Linked DNA regions of Arachis hypogaea: region 1 is linked to region 2. Evidence: chromatin contacts called from public Hi-C data. All regions are on one chromosome and are shown on one strand. Each heading gives the region's core, a stretch centred on a gene start, on an enhancer-like site or on the middle of the called end of the contact. The rest is flanking DNA. Distances are from core to core; before and after follow the strand shown. Region 1 holds the start of LOC112775801. Region 2 holds the start of LOC112775038 (FRIGIDA-like protein 3).

Region 1 (6,868 bases), core at 249-2,748, 140 kb before region 2:
ATATAAAAAAATTTAATTCTTGAATGAATTCTAATTGTTAGCTTTTTAAATAAGTTTTTAATTTATTTTTTTAGATTAATAATCTAACAACATATTTTATCTCATACTTTTAAACATTAATAACTAATTAATAAAAAAAATTCTGATAGCTCTCTCTTTATTACAATACTTCCATGAAACATTTCTCTATTGTCTCCAGGAATAATGCATGCTCTTGTGAAATTTTTTTGTAAATTTTTTATGCAACTGTCATTTGAATTAATGATTGTTGTTGTACTACTAATATTATATAAAAGAGGTTGTTCTTTTAACTATTATTATAGTAAGCTTAAGATGAAAGAGTAAAATTAAGGAGTAATATATTATTATGGAGAATATTTATATGATAACATCTTTATATATGAAGATGGTACTCTAAATTCTTAGATGATTAATCAAACATATTTAGTTAAATATATTAACTTATTTAATAATTTATAATATTATTTTCATGTGAAGATGTGATTATAGGAATATCCACTTATTATTATTTGTGTGATTGTGATCTAGTGGAACATAAAAAGCAAAAAATCCTTTAAGTGAGTTTGGTCCTATGGTATGTTTGTGGCTATTTTTTAATTTTATATAGTTTGGAACTCTCGGATATTTAAAAATAATTTGAGATCGTTTTATAATGTATGAGTTATGTGAAAGCAATAGTATAAATATAAATTATTAAATTTCGTGAAACTCAACTTGGTTAAGTCAAGGATGGAACAATGTGACCATATTTGGAGAGATTAGGAAGGTAAATTTATGGTTTATTTTCCTGTTAATTTTGGGTGTGCTATGCAATTTGTCAGAATTTTGAATATTTTTTTAGTATTGGATTTAATATTAAATTTAGAATTTACAAATGTCGAAATTGAAGTTAATCTTCAGCAAGAGTTCAGAAAAGCAAATATTTGTTCTATCAGATTTGTCTCTTCTAAACATAATTTAATTAATTATGGCGGTCATATTTACTTTACTCTTCCTCCTTGAATTTCTCGAGTTTCATACTCATTTTACTGAGATAATATTTTAGTCCGCAATTGATAAAAATATAAATTTAAAAAAATAAATAATGTTATTTTTATTTTTAATAATATTATTTCATATATATTTTACTGTATATTTATATAAGTTGGTAAAAAAAATACATTATTATAAGAAGAAGAATAATACTTATTTTTTAAATAATTTAAAATTCGTTTAAGAAGTTTTAAAAGTAATTTTTGTAAATTTTTTACTTATAAAAATAGTAGTATTAATATTTAATGTAATTTTTAAAATTAAATTATAATTTTTTAAAAAATTATTTAAAAACTTATAAAAAAATTAAAAAAATAATTTTTTTTATAATATTATTATTTTTTATTATATTTTTATAAAATAAATATTTTTAAAATTAAAAATTTAAATATAAAATTTTTTTTTTAATATAATTATTTATTATTTAAGCTATTTTGTGAAAAAGGAGTTTAATGTGAATTTATTAGTGATTATTTTTTGGTCTTGCAGCAGGGTTCCAATCCTCACTCTGAAAAGCAAGAAGAATGAGAAAGAAAGAGAGAGAATAGAAGAATAACGCGATAAACAGAAATGGTGTTACAGTTTCTGAAGCATCCTTTCACCATCTCTCGAGGTTTCCACAGTGACACAACCTTAACTATCCTTTCGCGTTTCCCAACTTTCAATTCTCCAGGTACACCCACGCATAAGCCATATATGCAACTTACACATTTTTTTTTTCATTTTTTTTTCTTTTTTCTTTTTCTTTTCAGTTAGATGTGTCAGCGCTCAAATTCCAACTCCATTTAAGGGATATGCTACTGCGAATTCAGAAAAGGTTTTACCTGTGAAGAAGTAAGTAAGCTTTCTTTGCTTTAAACCCTTGTGTTAAATTTTCAAATTTCACGGCTTAATAGCTATTCTTCTTTATGTGATTTGTTCATTTGTGTGTGATGATGTTGAAATATTGGCAACTACAACAGTGGTAGTGGATGTTGTATGTAATAGTGTTATGGTGTTTTTCATTTTTGACCAACTTTGTAGAGCAAATAAATTTGAATTTATTATATTTGTACAGCACTATGCTTATTATAAGGCATATACATTTGAATTTTCCTTTCTTTTCTCAGGGGTTTGAGAAATGATTATTGGCTGAATTTTGAATTTCTCCTTTTTTTAATAATAAAATAAAATAAAGGTCGGAAAAATTAGTTATGTGGTCCCTGGCTAAGGTAATTGTGCTTTGTGAATTGAGTTGTAGGTTGAAAGCAATTTATTGTGATTCATCCTTCATCTATTTGGCAGTATCTCTGTTTTCCTACGCTGTGAACCATTATTTTTCTTTTTGTTTTTTAAATCTTAAGATTGAATTAATAGTTAGGATTGTAGATCATGTGCATCAACATTAAGTAAAAACGAAGAGAACATTGTATGTAAAAGAAAAGGGAAAGCCTTGGTATTCAGTGGAATCATATCATATCACTAAACACTAGTTTCTTTTTCTTTAATGTAATGGGATATCTTGGGATTGCTTTAACCATATATTAGTTACTAATCAACTTCCCCCCTCCCCACATCCCTGCTGAAAGGAATAGGAAAAATAATATAATAAAATAAAGTGCTGATGAAATGTTCTGTTTCCTTTTGTTTTGTAGGAAAAAGAGGCTTGATGAAATATGTCTTGAAAAATATCAGCAATATAGCAGATCTATCATCCAGTCATGGATTTTGCAAGGTAACTAGTTTCAATTTTTAGTTCCTGTACAATATATAGATGCTCTGTTAGGAAGCTTAATAGAGCTGTACTAATTGGTTGAATTTAAATAATGTGACACCTAGATATGTTACACTTCTTCAATTCCTAAGTCTTTTGTGATTTCAAAGTTCACTAGTGATGGAAGATTTTCTTGGTGGATGAATTGGAGTCTTCTATTTTGTAAACATTTGTTCTAAACTAAGTGATCAAGTAACCTTATGATTGCAAAGATATCAAGTTTCAGATGATACCTTCACTCCGTCTTTTGGTGTGTTGCATATCTTCAAAATCCTTCTTTTTCTTTTTTCTTTTTTTGGTCTTTCTGTGTTCTTATTTTGTGTTATCCTTGACTTCATATACTCAAACATCTATATGAATAACATTGTCATAGTGAAAATGAAACTATACAATATACTACTAAATAAAAACTAAATCATATGTTATGTAGGCAAAGTACATGTCAATGGGAAGGTGGTAAATAAAGCTGGTACTCCTGTGTCTGAAAAAGCTGTTGTTGAGATAATTGCCGAAGTTCCGAAATATGTATGTAGGTGAAGCCATCATGCTCTGCTTACTTGTAAAAATATCTTTACAGTAACTTTGGTGAAACTGTAGTTTCATTCTTTCTTTCTTTTTTATTTCCTTTTTATTTTTGGCTTTAACAACACAGGGCGGGACATAAGTTGGAAGCTGCCATTGAACAACTTGGTGTCAATGTTGCTGGTAAAGTTGCTCTTGATTCTGGGCTGTCAACTGGAGGATTTACTGACTGCTTACTTCAGTATGGCGCATCACATGTTTATGGAGTTGATGTAGGCTATGGACAGGTAACTCATCCTATTTTATAAGTTCTGTGAATGTGGAAACTGGTTATTGGAGTCTACATTATTACTGGAGTATGCTGTTTCATTTTCCCTTTAGAAGTTCTATGCACTCTTCTTATTTTTCATATGACCTACAGCTATTGCATATCAATCTGCTTGGTGATTTTCTACTGTTCATGATTGTTAACTTATTTAGGTGGCTGAGAAAATTCGTAGAGATGATCGAGTATCTATTATAGAGCGGACAAATTTAAGATATCTTACAGAACTCCCCCAAAATGTTGATTTGGTGACTTTAGACCTTTCATTCATCTCTATTCTCTTGGTAAGCTCTGAAAACAGATCAAACGTAACTCAATTTCTCCTATTACGGGGTATAGCATTTCTGTTTCGGGAAATTGGATTGGTCCAGCCAGTTGAAACAGGAAGTAGCCAGTTTACTGGTCTGTTTCATCCCTTCTTCTGAGTTTTGGATATAACCAAAACTGTTAAATATTTGTCTCAGACGTATGGTTTTTGGTAGACTGGTGACTGCTTCATGTCATTCTGATTTTGTTGTTGGACAGTAAACTGGTCAGACATGTTATGATGCTATGTTATAAAGTTGAAAATGGTATGTAAGCTAAATCTTGCACACACTTTGAAAGTAGATAAGCCATCAGCCATCAAGTCAAAATTGCTTGTTTTTAAAGCAGGAACTTGTACATTTACATATGTTGTTTAAAACTACTTTAGAAAAATGGAGATTCCAAATTTTGCTGTGGTTGATGCACCAATTGTTAATTATTATAACTCTTCCAGTTCAATTATCACATTGGTAATCAAAGCTGTTCTCCGCTCCTAAATTTCCAGAATTTGAAATTGCCTTGTTGATTTGTATTTGGCTTCTTAGATTTTTGCATCACTAATGACTCGATGTTAACTCTTGTTATGTAAATCCTATGAATAGTTTGAGTATATGTGTATTTGCACAAGAATGACATTAGGCTGGTTTCTTATTGATGGACCACTAGACTTTTTTGTGGCTGACTACTTCACTCTCTTAACTAGAAAATCAAGTGAAGCATGGATCAACTATGATAATGTTTAGTCGTCTACTGATCTTTTTGAGAATAACCTGCATGGTTGGCCTTCTTGACCCACTAACATTCTTTTATTCTCTTCATAGGTCATGCCTGCTGTGGTTAATGTCATGAAGGAGGATGCAGCCTTAGTAACCTTAGTTAAACCACAATTTGAAGCTCGTAGGTCTCAGGTGATTTTTTTTTGTGTTGCCAACTGTAATTTTTATGGCTAAATATTCTCAACTTGGTTAAACTAAAATGGAGTTAGGGTCGAAATAGGATCTTGCAAGCGAACAAAAATGTAACTACAGTTTTGCATTTTCTTCACCCACATTTTCCTCTTATCCTTTTATCTCTACTCGTCGTGTTACTTGTTGTCTATTTGGTGAATTAAGATATGCCCCACAGTTTGGAACAGTTTATTTAGATAATTTCAGGGATTTTGGTAGGAGCAAGGAGTGTAAAGTGTTACTTAGATATGGTTTGCATGGTCTCTTTAGATTGAGTCGAATGTTCTAATTTGTAAGGGAATATCTTTCCTTAGATTTGTTATTATGATGACATTTCTTTGGTAGTTAGCATATGGATTAATTGGATTCTGTTAAGGTTTCCTTTTTAGACATCTTGGAGTAAATGCAGGAGCCCGTGGTCTATTTGATCCTTCAATAATAATATTTTCAAAGAAATTGATTAAAATTTCACTCTTTTCAAAACATGTTACCAGTATTATGTTGAGTTAGCTCCATTGTATCAGTGTATGTAGAATACAGGAATTAAAATACATGCCAAATGTACACAGGTGTCAACAGATCTCCTATCTAGAATTGATGGAGCATTACAATTACTGAGCCAATTAATGCCTCCTTTTTTATTTCAATGTCTGTAAAATAGTAAACAAATGTTATATTGATTGATCTTGGTAAGTACTTTGGTCTCTTGACCAATAGTGTTGGTTCAAGTCTTGGGTATACAAAGAAGGGATATTTTAGGGGGAAAAAAATTGGACACAACTTCCCCCAATCCTCTTCATATATAGAAAATTAGATGCAAGCAACCGAGTTATGCTTTTAATAAGATAACTATCATTGTTGACTCAATCTCATGAATAAAGTGGAAACAAATACTTCTATTTTTAAATTGCAATATCATTTACTTTGCAGGTAGGAAAAGGGGGGATAGTGAAAGATCCTAGTATCCATCAAGAGGTATGTGATTTCTGGGTATCTTGTTAGATTTAATGTTCTCAACATTGTTCTAGTTAGGATAAAGAGAACTAGTTTAAAGACAAATGCTTAAGCACAATGCTTTATATTCTGCCATTCATAACTCCATTCCCTTATGTTCCATCGAATTACAAATTGCCAAATAAAAACTCAAACCGATTAATGCACCAAATAGTTTGGCTACATTATGGGTTTCTGCTCATGTTTTAACAAATTCTCCGTGGACAGTTATTCAAAGGTGATTGGACAGTTCTTTTGAGCTAAAAATGTAATTTCCTTTTAGTTATTTTGGTATTCTTTTGCTCTGGGGTTGTTATGAGGATTATTCCTTGTCTTTTTCTGGCTTTTTGTCATTCTCTTTGCAAGTCAATTCTAGTGACAGAAAAAGAATTCAAACCTTGTTTAATAAAAGTCAAGCAACAACCTTTTGGAAGAAGATATAATTGGACGCAAGATCAACTTTACCTTTCTACATCACTACACTCTTCACATGATGTGATTCATATGTTATATTGTCAGTTTCTCTCTCTCTCTCTCTCTCTCTGAAAAAAATGTTTTATAATAAACTGAAAGAAGGATTTGACTGTCGTGTCATTCATCTGACATGTGCATCTGCATCACATCAACTGGCTAAGATTTGTGTCTATAATACTGCAATAAATTTAGAATGGCGAACATTAGGCTTGCATGTATAAATGATTCTTAATTCTCTACAAAACTGGTGATGCCTGCTTTGGAAGCAAGCTAAGAAAGGGAAAAGAATACAATATTAAGAACTTAGGAGAACTAATTGAACTAATATCATTCTCAGTCCCCAGCCAGCGCACTGTTGAGAAAACTTATAATCCAAAAGTTTCTAAGATTTGCAGCTCTCTTCTCATGTTAAATTGTTAATTCACCCTGCATTGAATCATAAATAGTATGACAATCTGAAAGTGTTGGTTTTTGGTAATTTCAGGTTCTTGACAG
Region 2 (6,958 bases), core at 2,773-5,272:
ATCTTCAGATTATCTTATCATACCTCTAGAACATATGGTTGAATCAACTATCCATGTAATTGTGTACTTGCAAAACAAAACAATCTCAGGAACTGTTTGATGATTCAATTAAGCTTATACTAGTAGTTTTAGTTATCATGAACATTTTGTATATGCAATTATCGGTCGTTCCTTTTGCGTAACTCTTATTCTTTCCTTAATATATTGCAAATAATAAGTTTTAGAAAAGAAAACAATTGCATGTCACAACTGGCTTCTGCTCAGTCAAGGGTGGCAGACTGGCAGACTTGCAAATTGTCAGGCAACCCAGTGGTAGATGAGTTGAGAAGTAGTAGTTGGCCCGGCAGTGATATTACAGTGGATCCAAATATTGGAGGTACTGGATTGAATTTACTAATTTAGTCTGTGCGGACATATTACAGGACATATTTATGGCTGGGGCCAATGAGAAAGCAGCAACATGAAGTTGCTGGTGGACTGATCGGAGCTCTTGTGACATCTTCAGCGAGACACATATCAGAGATTCAGAGGGAAATTCGGAACCTGGATGTGTGTTTTTTCTGTTTATAAGTTTAGCTTCTGTCTGAGTCATGTATAGCGTGCCTTTCTATGAAGCCTTGAGGAAATTTCAGAGGCTTGTGTGTTCATTGAAGGTTCTAGCTTGACTAGAGGTATAAAAGGGTTGGACGATTTGGGTTTAACACATGGTTTCTAGTGCATCAATTTGGGAACCTCAATTAAAAGTGAACGTAACATCAGAATAACTCACCAATAATTCAGAATTCAGATCACTAATTCAAATCGTTAAAAGGAAATAAAGAGAGGGAACGATTAATGGTTTAAATATAGTTTTGGTCCCTACAGTTGTCTTTTCTTTTTTCCTTTGGCAAAGGTGGTTATAATTTCTACCAAAATATTTTTTATCCATAATATAGCAGAGACTCAACAACGTACCTGTGTAGTGGGAGATGAGTTAACACATCTGGAAGGAGATGCAGCTTTTTTGGCATCCTTCAAGTAAGACTTCAATAAATCCGTGGGAGAAAACTGTTCTGTAAGATTGAATGCAAAAGCCAAATTAACTGCATCAATTTGCCGCCCGCTGTTCACCAATACTTCAATCACACCTGCACATCCAAAAAGTGAATGCAGCATTAGAACAAACAGGTGCAATACTTTAGTTGCTGGACTCTCTTATTGGTACAAATGCTAGATTCATGCAAGAGACTCGCATGTTAAAATCCATAAGCTCTTTGTTCACATAAAAAGGGTTGATCACTGCTGCTCCGTAATACATTAATTACGGAGAAAGCCTTGTGACACATATATCAGATTAATAACTTGTATCGAACTTGAGAATCAGTTAGGTATCAAATTTGAGAATTTGCATCCATCATTTTGTCAATGAACATCCAAGATATTAGCATATTCCATTCAATTAACTTCAGTCATTTTTCAGGGAAGCAGAAGAGTCATCAAGACATCAACTAATCACAATTCATGTTTCCTTTAGATTTTCATTTCAGTAATTCAGCAAGGGAACATCCATCAAGATTGTCATAATAATAAAATAAAAAAATAAACATAAAATTACTAAATACAGAGTTCTAGGAAAGAAAATCATATTATCACCGTGATTGTGGGTTATACTGACTTCATTCTCCTTAAAGGACCAAACTAGTTTTAGAATTTTTTGATCGAGACTAAATTGATTATCAATTTTCTTTAGAAGACTGACTGATTTCACCAATATATTTGGGACACAAAAGTACCTTTTGCCAGAAATCCTACATATTAGTACCAAAAATATTTGAGGAGTTTCCATCATTCATGGAACATATCTAATACTGATATGAAGACAATCTTTAGAGGTTCCGTTCTTCATATATGAGAATTAGCAGAGTGTCAAAAACTTAGGTGGTTTTATAAGATTTTAGACAATATTGAACATTATCAATGAACGAATACACACCAGGCATTTTCTCAGACAACCCAAGGCAACGACACAAATCAGCAGTTTGGCGACGCCGAGAAACCATTGGAATGAACCTGGAAAACTCCTCCTCGTTAAAATCAGAGGCAATATCAAAACATGCTAGAAGTTGCAAAAATGCATGAGCCTCTAAGGAATTCCCATTGCCAGCATCCACATCTAGAGCATCCAATCTGGGTTTCCACTCTTCAGCAACTGCTTTTGCCCTGTCCTTGATATCTTCTGAAAGTTCATTAGAGACACCATCTGAGTTGTTCAAGAAAACGTACAAACATTCCATCAGCATGATACAGGTTCGGCGTAGGCCCAATAAGTTAGCATCCTTCTTTACATCCTGATTTGACGCTTCTGCACAGTAAAATCCTTCCAAAGAATCTAAAACTAAACAGGCAGCATTAGGAGCAAATCCTAATGCATGTGGTATTTCATCCCTTATAGCAGCAAGATTCTTACGGTTATCAGATATGAATTTGTGAAGACCTCTAGCATCCATTTCTTTACATAGCTTTACCAACTCTGGATAAGATAATAGATCCACATTTCCACCTTCAGGAGAAAGTTTTACATCTTCCAAGTTACCTTCAGCAGGAGTGGAAACAGAATCCACTGGTTTCTCCACCACTCCAGGTGTCCGTTGACTCCCACCGGGGAAAATGTCCAGATCTTTTGATGAAACCTTCCTGTGCTTTTCTCGGGCATTAAAAATGGCAAACACAGCAGCATCTCTTTTATCTTGAAGTTTCTGCAAAGAAGCTTGCTCCTTGGCACAAACAGCCACTTCCCGCTTCTCCAATATTTCACGAGACTTCACCACTTTGTTTTCAAACTCTTTCTCTTGGTCCTCCAATTCATGAAAGCGTCTCTTCAATGATTTCTCAAGTCCATGGAAATGTTCCTCAAGCTCTTTCCATTTCAAGTTAAGTGTAACAGCTCGATAGCTTTCAAGTTCAGCAAATGCCTTTTGGAGCTGTTTTATCTTAGAACTTGTTGAATCTATCAGTGTAGCAACTGAATCCGTGTCTTCCATGGCAAAGAAGCTGAATGCAGCACAAAAACAAAATTAAGCTACGTATAGTTGATTAATTGGGAGCCACTAAAATGAAGCATAAAACAATCTCAGCAAGTGTGTAATTATAGCGCTTTCAGTTTGAATTTTATAAATAACATCCAAGTGAAGGCTGAAAATCAGACAATGAACTAGAACTTAAGGCACTTCTCCATAATTCAGTTGTTCATATAAAACTGCATAATCATTTCATTGCAAAGTGCACACACAAGATATCAAGAAATTAAAAATTAAATTAATTAAATTAAATAAAAAAACCCCAGCAGATTTCAACAATTTCTATTACATATTATATAGAACTGAGTAAACATATAATAGGTTTATTCTAGATTCTAGAACATACAAACAACATATCGGAGGTATAGGATCGAATGAGTCACAAAAAGAAGCAAACCCTAAATTTAGAAAGAGGAGAAAAATCGTCCTCAGACAGTTACGTTCAACAATTAGCACAACACAAAAAAAGAAAGGACAATACTCCAAAATTTGAACAATAAACATACTTCAAAAATAATAAAATTAAAACCAAGGTATGAATTTCAGAATTTTAAAACCATAACAAAAAAAAAAAAAAAGAAGAAAGCCAACTGCAATGTCGACGAAATAACTCTAGCAGAAAACGAAAACGATAGAATAGAAGAGTAGATTGTTGTTGCAGAGAAACAAAGAAAGCCGATCTAAGCTGATAGCAAGAAAATCAATCAATAAATTAAAATGCTACTTTTTAAATAAAATAATAATAATTAAAATAAAAAAGAAGGAGAAAAAGCAAGTAAGATTGAGCTCACCTGATTGATCTGTGAAGGAAGATGAATTAAGAAAGTGAGTGAGAGAATTCTCTATCCATGCTTTCTCTCTTCAAAGAAGAGGAAGAAGAAGAAGAAGAAGAAGGAAGAGGTGGTAGTGTGGTGTGGTTTAATGAAAAGAGTTTTCAGCACTCTCACTGTGTGTGGCACACTGTGCGGTCTTTGTCTTATTTTTTTATTTTTTTTTTCTTTTCTGTTTTTTTTTTTTTCTACGCAGTGCATGACAAAAGCATTTTTGAGTTACTTCGTTTTCCGTTCCGTTTTAGTTTTGGCGTTTAGCTGCTGCTCGTTACTACTGACTACTGAGGACTGACTAGTCACAACGGAGTGTTGTCTGAGCTGCACGTCTTCGACAAACATTCCTCTGATTATTCTCATCACGTACCTAATCCAATCATAAGTTTCTTTTATTATGGATTAAATTTATAAAAAATAAATATTCCAAATTATTTTCTAAATAAATTCTAGTAGGATTAATTTTTAACAAATTTTAATTATTAAAGGGTAAAATATCGTTTTTGTCCCCAACGTTTGGAGTAAGTCCCAAAATTATCCTTAACGTTTCAATCATCCTATTTAAGTCCCTAACCTTTCAAATTGACTCAATATTGTCTTGCCGTTAGGAATTCGTTAACAGAATTGACGACTGAATAAAATTGAGACGATTTTGAAACGTTAGGGACTTAAATAGGACAAAAACGTTAGGGACAAAAACAATACATAAGAATAAATTTTAATTTAATTTTATCTTTCAATAATATTATTTTTTTACTGTACATAGTATTCAATTATTTTTTAATTACATCTAAATAAATTACACTTAATCACATTACTTTTATTTTAAATAAATTTATTTTTTTATAATTTTAAAAAATTTTGATACATTAGAGACAAAAGGTATAATTTACATTTTATTGTATATATATTATTTTTTTTCTTTTCTGCAAATTTATATACTAGTCATTCTACAAATATTTCATGATAACTAAAAATCTTTAAGAGTAAAATTATAAAAAAAATTAATTTATTTAAAATGAAAGTAATATGATTAAGTGTAATTTACTTATATGTGATTAAAAAATAATTGAATACTATGTATAGTAAAAAATTGATATTATTGAAGGATAAAATTAAAATTTATTTCTATGTATCATTTTTGTCCCCAACGTTTTCGTCCTATTTAAGTTCCTAAAGTTTCAAAATCGTCTCAATTTTGTCCCGCCGTCAATTCTGTTAACGGATCCCTAACGGCAGGACAACATTGAGTCAGTTTTGAAATGTTAGGGACTTAAATAGGACGATTGAAACTTTAGGAACAACTTTAGGACTTACCCCAAACGTTAGAGACAAAAACGATACTTTACTCATTATTAAATTAATTTCTTTTCTATTAGATGAATCAATTTTTATGTCAAATTAAGAAAAATACCAATTTATGTTCATCTTACCTATTAAAATTATCAATTAAAAATAATTTTACAAGAAAAGATTTTAAACTAGAGATTTTATTAAGGGAGGTGAAGTAATGAATAATTAATATTGAAAGGGAGAATATGCAATTGTTTAAGTGAGTAAATTTCGATCATAATATTATACAAAAATGTATATATTTGGACTCAAAAAATATAGCTAGACCCAAATGAATAAAAGTCTATTCAAGAGATTCAACTACTGTTATACTTATCTGACCTCGCAGAGGTCGCGGAGGTCGAGCATTACGATGGCAGTTCAACTCTACTTATTTGAATAAATAACTAACTTCTAAAATATCTGCCACTTATCTAAAAGAGAGATTTCCACAAACTTTCCGTTATCCACCCTCAAAGGAAGATCTTCTCTAAAAGGTTGTTATCTATTATACTATAAATACACTGACGCCTTTAAGTATATTCAAAACTTAATCTACTAAAAACTTGCTAAAACTCTTGTTAACTTAAGCATTAGAGTCCAAAAGGAGACGTCGAACATTGCCCAAAAGAAGTCTGGACCTCACGTTTAAATCTAAAACAACCCAGTTTCAGATAACTATCGGAACAAAAACCAAAATAAAAAATTTAGTGTAACTTAATCATATTTAGTTAAGCAACCAATGAACTGATTATTCAGGAACCCAAATTGATTTCACATATATAATTAAATTTCAAATAATATCAATGTCAATTTATGTAAATATCACACCGTTAAACATACATCCTATAAAAAATATGTCTCGTAGTGGCTCAAGAGTATTTAAGGCTGATCTATAATTTCGAACTGTAAAAAAGCAACAATAGTGACAAAAATCACAAAATTGTTCTTCATAGAAAAAGAAGATAATTTCTGTACTTTAAACTGGAAAGACAAAACATGATATAGATAGACAAAAATGCTTTAAAGCCAATTTTAGTAACCCTACAAAATAATAATAATATAATTTAACACGCGAGACATTTTTAGGCTTTTACGATCACACTATATCTCCATCTTTTTCAGTCTAAGAACAAAAAGGAAACGCTTTCTTAGAAACGACAAACTAAGAAATCAGAAAGATTTACAAGTCAACAAGGTGTCTTTTACAAAAATTAAACAGATCGTGCATACATAATACATTAGAGGATCAGATTTCAGAATATGTTCTACTGCGAAGTTAAATTTTAACATGTCATTTTATCTCGTTTTCAGGATCCTTAAATATTACATTGATAAAGTACAACATACAATACAACAGCTGCTTAAGGGTTAAGACTTAAGGCTACAACATTAAAGGGAAGGATCAAAGTCATGCATTCACCATCTCTGCTTGCTAACTTAGTGGAGATATGTAGCTTGATACTGATACCCATTTCCAAAGTAGTTTCCATGGCTAGCAGAGATGTTATACGTGGCAGAACCGAAGAGAGGAGGACAATGATTGTCAGTTGGTGCAGGATACATGTAAGGTCGGTCATAAACATACTGTGGTGGGTACCTGTCAGCAACTCTAGCATAGGAGGTTTTGTCAGAAGGGAAGTTAGTAACTCGGGGACCATATCCCACGCCATTGGCGCGGGGTCTCTTAGGTTGAGGCTTTGTAGCTTCAGTTTCCCTCTTCTTGTCCGCTTTGGCCCTCTCTAG

The links. Hi-C and Micro-C count contacts between places; a contact is called where the count stands out from the background.
Region 1: a Hi-C map of leaf shows a contact between it and region 2, with 5 times the contacts expected there. The contact joins the promoter of LOC112775801 here to the promoter of LOC112775038 in region 2. A contact is called at or near these places in 2 of 8 Hi-C or Micro-C datasets (leaf and an unstated tissue).

What each region holds. Positions count from the first base shown.
Region 1 is chr19:11,973,896-11,980,763 of arahy.Tifrunner.gnm2.J5K5, reverse strand. LOC112775801 reads left to right here and starts at 1,498. Exons shown (of 9, transcript XM_025819656.3): 1 at 1,498-1,726; 2 at 1,806-1,887; 3 at 2,688-2,767; 4 at 3,237-3,339; 5 at 3,459-3,615; 6 at 3,809-3,937; 7 at 4,781-4,867; 8 at 5,837-5,881; 9 at 6,858-6,868. The coding sequence starts at 1,624.
Region 2 is chr19:11,839,271-11,846,228 of arahy.Tifrunner.gnm2.J5K5, reverse strand. LOC112775038 (FRIGIDA-like protein 3) reads right to left here and starts at 4,022. Exons shown (of 5, transcript XM_025818513.2): 1 at 3,848-4,022; 2 at 1,973-3,030; 3 at 955-1,127. The coding sequence starts at 3,020. The region is part of intron 1 of LOC112779912 (serine carboxypeptidase-like 50); the gene reads left to right. LOC112776297 (FRIGIDA-like protein 3) reads right to left here. Exons shown (of 4, transcript XM_025820396.3): 4 at 6,395-6,958. The coding sequence ends at 6,653.